Linked DNA regions of Mus musculus: region 1 is linked to region 2. The links are chromatin contacts, called in public Hi-C maps. All regions are on one chromosome and are shown on one strand. Each heading gives the region's core, a stretch centred on a gene start, on an enhancer-like site or on the middle of the called end of the contact. The rest is flanking DNA. Distances are from core to core; before and after follow the strand shown.

Region 1 (2,976 bases), core at 395-2,894, 180 kb before region 2:
TTGGCAAAAGCATAATTTACTAAAGTCACTTTCCCGAGTTTAGCTTAGTATGTCCCACTTGAAATGTCCAAGTTATTCTATAATAAACTTAAAACTATTGGACAATGGCAAAAGCTATTTTCCATGCTTCCTTCCACGTGCACCTTCTGTTACTAAAATATTCTAGTGAGGTGGGGCCTTAGAGAGCTTATAAACATTCACAAAAGGAGAATTTATAATATTGCTAGATCTACATTTATGCAGTATCAAAAAAAAATCACACAATACTTAAGTTTAAAGTTCCTTGAAAAATATACGATGTTACTTGATATTCAATGGTATAAAAAAACTCTCAGTAGTTCCATGAATGCCCATTTAAAACCTCAAATATAGCTCACTGTAACACCGCAAAACTCAAAGCGAATATACTCAAGTTTATGCACTTCAGCGCACAGAACAAACATTCCAAACCGTCCTGGTAAAAATTCAGTAGCAATCGTACAGTCCCCGTTAATTTCCTGAAGTTCTGTGGCACAAATTCGGGTCCTCGAGAACTTAAACACAAAGGGAAATTTAAAATAAGCAGACTTGGTAATATTTTTAGAAGCCGCGACATGCTTATCCCTGAATTGCTCCCAGTTAGAAAGAGCCTCGGAGGCCGTGGATATACCGGCTCTGGCTAGCGTTTGAAACCGCTCTCTCAGATGTCATGGTCTTTCCGAAACTTTTAGATCTAAAACCCTCCTTGGAAATTCACAAAGAGGCCACTCAAGAGCAGTTGCCATTGTGATTCCGAGCTGCCGCCCGCTTCTTACTACTCCCTGCACACCCCTCGCCCAGAACCGGGGAGCTCTCCAAAGTCTGGACTGTGGGCCGAACGCGGAGCCCAAACCTCCTAACGGCCGCCCAAGCCTCGTAACGGCCGTTCGTCCAGCAGGGCTGGCGGCGGCCGGGCTGAAGCGCCCCCGGTTCCCGCACGGCTCCCCGCGTGTCAGGCCCCGAACCCACTGGGAGAGGATTATTTGGGAAAGCTGGACTAAGCCGCTGCCGCCACTTCCCGCGGCACCGGCCCCATGGCCGATCGGATCCCCTGTCCTCGCATTCCCGCTTCGCTGACAAACTCGGCCGCTCAACCGCCCTCGGCAACCCGCGCGTTCCGCCAGGCGCCGGGGCCTCAGGCGGGAGTCGGAACGCTGAGGCGGGCTCTAGGCCCCGACTCCGCCGCTCCCTCACATCCCACAGCCCGCCGCTCCCGCCGCGCCCGAGGGGCCCGCCCGCCACCCTGGACACGAGGGAGGGAGGGAGGCCGAGGACCGGGCCTGTCCGGTAGCCGGTTACCTTGTAGAAAGCGCCATTGGAGCCCCGCACTTCCACCACCAGCTCCTCCATCTTCTCGTCCGTCCTCGCGCCGGGAGCCCGCCTCCGGGAGGTGGGCTGCAGGCGCTTGAGGCCCAGCCGCCGTCGCCGCCGCCGCCGCCGCCGCGTTACCGCACGCCCCCCGGCAGCGGCGCCGCCGTCACTGCCACCGCCCGCGCTCGCCGTCCGTTTGCTTCACTGCCCGCCCTCTCAGGCGCGGCCCCTCACCGGAAGTGAAACCGAAACGCTCCCCAGCGCCTGACTGACTGAGGCCAAGGGCTCCGCTGCGCCTCCTGTAAACAGTCAAACGATGTCACGTGACCCGCGCAGCCCCTCCCCTTTGGCCCCGCCCTCTCCGCTCCGCCCTTGCCTCCTCTCGGGCAGTGGAGCACGCGCATGCGCCCTCCTGGGTACCTGCCTCAGGGTATCAGGGCGCACCCTTTGGCGCGCGCACTTGGTGAAAGGCGGGAAAGCGTAAAGGGCAGTACTAAGTCTGGCTGCCTGTGCCCGCCGCGGGGACTAGAGGCCTCTTCCGTACAGGAGGAAGCGAGGACATGGGAAAAGGCCTCCAGTTGTCGAAAATGGGGCCCGACCAGAAGTGGAGGGGCATTGGGTAGATTTTTCACGGCACTGGCGTGGGACCTGTTTGAACTGCAAGTCGCGGCGGGAGGGAAGTAAAAAAAAAGTGATAAATTCCATTGGAGAACACTTTGATCTAGGAACAGTGATAACTACATTGACCCTGACTTCTGGGACTCTTATGGCTAGGATGCAAAATAAATCGCTCTACTACCTAGTGATTTGGGGAAGTATTGTGGGAACTTTGAGTACTTTTTAAGGGCCAATAGGGTGTGCCAGAACTTCAGGAAATGTTATCCCTTTCTCAGACAGTCCCCCTCACACTTTCCGTTCATAGTTTTACTTGGAATTCGTAATAAAAAGAGCTGACAGAGAGAGTTGAACACTTGTTAATTCCTTTTTACTCGACTTCTGCCTCTTCTACATGCCCCCTGTACCAGAGGGAGGGCATCAGTAAAGCAGTCATGGGATCTGTCTATGTGCATCATTGGGTCCTTTCCATGCAGCTCTCTGCCTTTGCCTTCTACAGCAGAACCAAAATCACCTCCCCACCCCTTTGGCCTCTGTATTGGGCTTATATCCAGCCTGACCCATGCTCCTTTAATCCAGAAGGCTTGCATCCAACTGAGAAGTTCATTGAATGCCTACCATGTGCCAAGCACTGTCCTAAGTACTAGTGAGTCCTTGGTGAGGTAGCAACAAAAAGACTGTCACTATTGAAATTGGAACCTACAGGAGTAGATGTGCAAAATTCAACTTCTCAAAACCGTAAGTGTGGAGCTGGAGAGGTGGCTCAAGGGGGTAAAACATTTGCTATGCGAGCATGAAATCCTGAATTTTCTAATTCCTAGAATCTATAGAAAGCTGGGCCTAAGTGCCTAAATAAGCACTCCCACAAAGTTGATTCCCCAGAAGTTCACAGGTCAGTGTGCCTTATCTAGTTTCGAACAACAAAAAGAGAGACTCTGGGTAGAAGGCAAGGACTGCATTAGAAGTTGTACTGTGACCCCCACACATGTTTTGTGGCATATGTGTGGCCATACTCACACACATGGATGCTAC
Region 2 (3,150 bases), core at 446-2,945:
ATTTATTTCCCTTTTCAGAAACTTGAGCTTCTCATACGTGAAGTAAGGAAGCAAACCTGTGACACCTAACGTTAACCTCTTGAGTTTCGCTATGAGTAACAATTCCATACTTTCCTAGAATGGTAGAAAGATTATATTTTATATTATGCAACATCCTTAACAAGGATTGAGATGATGTAGGCTAGTCAAACACGTTAACATTTCACTACCAAAATATATGGACTTCAACATCAAATTGGATAAAGGCTATAAAAAGCTTACTTCCAGATCAGGTCAGATTTTTGTCTTTCAGTAGAAAGGGCATTCATTAGGTTTGCCCTCTTGATATCACCTGCCATGTGAAGAGAAGCAGAAGGATGAGTCCAGGTAGACAGTAAAGGGGGCTGTGTTTGTGAGATGAGAATGCACTTGGCATATGTGGAAGAAAAAAAAAGCAGACAGGGAGGGCAGCTGAAGGACATTGTAGGGTACACAGTCGTCTAAGGGAATTATGGTCAGATCACAGATCCTGCTGGACTATGTTGGGAAATAGCTTTTCATGATAAACACAGAAAAAATATTTTTGCTGTCTTCAGGTAGAAGAGTAACAAGTCGAACTAACTGTGAATGTGTTTGCTGGCTGATATGCAAAGAATGCTGATGAAAATAGAGAGGCCCAGGGAGTGAGCAGAAAACCAGGAGCTAGAGCTGAGGCAGTCTCAAGAAAAAAAGTAAATATTTTCCCACATTTTTAAAATTAGGTATTTTCTTCATTTATATTTCAAATGCTATCCCAAAGGTCCCCTATACCCTCTCCCCACCCTGCTCCTCAAACCATTCGCTCCCACTTCTTGGCCCTGGCGTTCCCCTGTACTGGGGCATATAAAGTTTGCAATACCAAGGGGCCAAAAAGTAAATTTTGAGGAGGGTGTCATCAACTGTGCTAAAAACTGATGAAGAGCTGAAGAAAATGAAAATCAGGAAATGCAACTGCACTTGGCCATGCTTACCTCAGTCTCAGTGGAGAAATGAGGGCCAAAAGCCTCTTGGAAGGAGTTGCAGAAAGGAAGTTACACAGCAGGAAAGAACAGCAAGAGTGCTGGGACCATGGCTGGAGATGTGGGTCAAGCAGACAGGCAGTGCTGTGATCTCAAGTACAGGGCCAGGTCATGGGTGAGAGCCAGTTAGAAAGACAGTCAGAGGGGACAGAGGATGGAAGAATATCAGGGCCTGATATAAAATAACGTGGCCAATCGCAGGTGATCGACTCCAGACCCAGTCGATGCTGCTACGACTGCCAATAATAATTCATGGCAGCTCAAAAGTCTGCTTCAGGCTTTCTCTTGTAAATGTAACTAGGATTGTGCTAATTAAAAACATTTGGGAAAATATCATTGTCTGAATACAAATGCTTCCCAGCTCATCAATCCCATGAGGTCACCTCTTCCCTTGGCCAGTTTTTATCTGAGGTAATTTATCTGTTACTTAAAAATCCCCAAACTTACCTTAAACCTGTCTGTTTTGTTGCCTTGCTCATGTTGTCAATGCTCATCCTTATGAAATTAAAATAACCTGACACTTCTCAAAGTTTGTCAGCAGACTCCAGGTTTCTTTCTCTGGGAGAGGTTATGAATTGAAGGCATTCAGCTCTCCTTGTGCATGATGTAAAACAGGGCAACTGCACTTCTTAGTCAACTGTTTGGCTAGCAGGGTGAGTCATAGTCATTGGCCAAGTATTTCCCCATGCAAAACTGTGGGGAGTTTGCCAGGGAGGCAGCGTGCCGGCTATACCCTTCCAAGGATTTTTGTTTATTTGGAGAGATGACTATCATTTCCACCATGTGCCAGGTATTCAGCTGAGCATGCTCTCCACATGACACTACTCAGCCTTATCTGTGAAGTACATTCTCTTAGCATTTCCCGTCACAGATAAGGAGACAGGATTGTGGAGCTAAAATAACTTGCCTCCAAACACAATATTAGGAAGTATTAGAGTCCAAATTCTGGCGTAGTTGACAGTGAAAGAAATGTGCTGTGTCTGTACTACCCAGCAAGTCATTAACCACATGCAACTGTTGAATAGGATAAATGTTGCTGTGTAAGTGAGGAACCGTGTCTTGAATTTTAATTAAATTGTTAGGAATGCATCCCTGGAGTGTTGAATGTAATCTATAGTCCTTAGACTACATGGTAACCAAAGGAAATTATGACAAAAAGAAACACCTGAAGCTGAGAAATCATTTAGTGACTGTGACAGAGGCTCTCAACTGTCCTAATACTGTGATACTTTAATACAATTCCTCATGTTGTCATGACCCCTGACCATAAAATTATTTCATTGATACTCCATAATTGTAATTTTGCTACTGTTATGAATCATAATGTAAATATCTGATATGTGATCCCTGTGAAAGCTTTCCTTGTCCTCCAGGGGGTTGTGACCCACAATTTGAGAACAGCTAGACTATGGTGGTTAGCTTAGCAGTTGTTCTCCACCATCAACCAGGATATCAAAGCCATAGAAAGTTGTGTACTGCCTAAACACTTTGTCTGTGCCTCTCTGCCCTTCTCTGTTTAAAGATATTTGTCTTGTAATCTATGAATGAGATGCTAAGAAATTCAGGGTCCCCTTCTCAGTAAAGCAGTGAAACTGTTGTTATTTTGTTGTTTGTTGTTAAGACAGGGCCTCTCTGTGTAAGCCCAAGTTTACCTGAAATGTGCAATCGTTCTGTGGCAGATCCCCGAGTGTTGAATTACAGGCATATGTCATCATGCCTAACAATAAATCATTGTCTATATTGATCTCTCTTCTTGGTTTGTCTTTAGGGAATGAGAAGTATTTCCCTAAGGTCTTTATAATGCTGTTTTTCTATTCAGGTCCTTGGACTGGCAACTTCCCCATGTATGTAGTACTCTGGTGTCTGGAGCATTCTCTCCAGGCTCTCCAAGTGCTGAATAACAAAGCCTACATGTTAGATATTGTGCTTGCATCTTTTTACCACAGAGCACCAGAATTTTAAATGATGTGATTCTTAACTTATTGCCTGATCCTTTCGGTGATTTAGGAGAAGCTGTGAAGGGTTAGCAGCCCCCTTGCTCTAATCCCCTTACTCCAATTCACTTTGTTTTATGCTCTGCTATCACATTCTCACTCAGAAACCACATATTCAT

What was found. Hi-C and Micro-C count contacts between places; a contact is called where the count stands out from the background.
Region 1: a Hi-C map of adipose-derived mesenchymal stem cells shows a contact between it and region 2, with 2.5 times the contacts expected there. The contact joins the promoter of Fmr1 here to the enhancer-like site in region 2. A contact is called at or near these places in 1 of 39 promoter capture datasets (the 3T3-L1 cell line), 3 of 484 Hi-C or Micro-C datasets (adipose-derived mesenchymal stem cells, cerebellum and embryonic stem cells) and 1 of 9 other capture datasets (pancreatic islet).

Annotation. Positions count from the first base shown.
Region 1 is chrX:68,677,209-68,680,184 of GRCm38.p6, reverse strand. It overlaps Fmr1 (FMRP translational regulator 1), which reads right to left and starts at 1,644. Exons shown (of 17, transcript NM_008031.3): 1 at 1,318-1,644. The coding sequence starts at 1,368. Fmr1os (FMRP translational regulator 1, opposite strand) reads left to right here and starts at 1,786. Exons shown (of 4, transcript NR_033481.1): 1 at 1,786-2,005.
Region 2 is chrX:68,493,901-68,497,050 of GRCm38.p6, reverse strand. No RefSeq gene overlaps it. Among named protein-coding and RNA genes, the nearest start is that of Fmr1os, 180 kb to the left of the region's middle. Within about 2 kb of position 1,695, at least 75 of the 459 cell types and tissues checked have an H3K27ac peak or open chromatin away from gene starts, as enhancers often do. A contact at or near this core is called in adipose-derived mesenchymal stem cells, where this site is marked.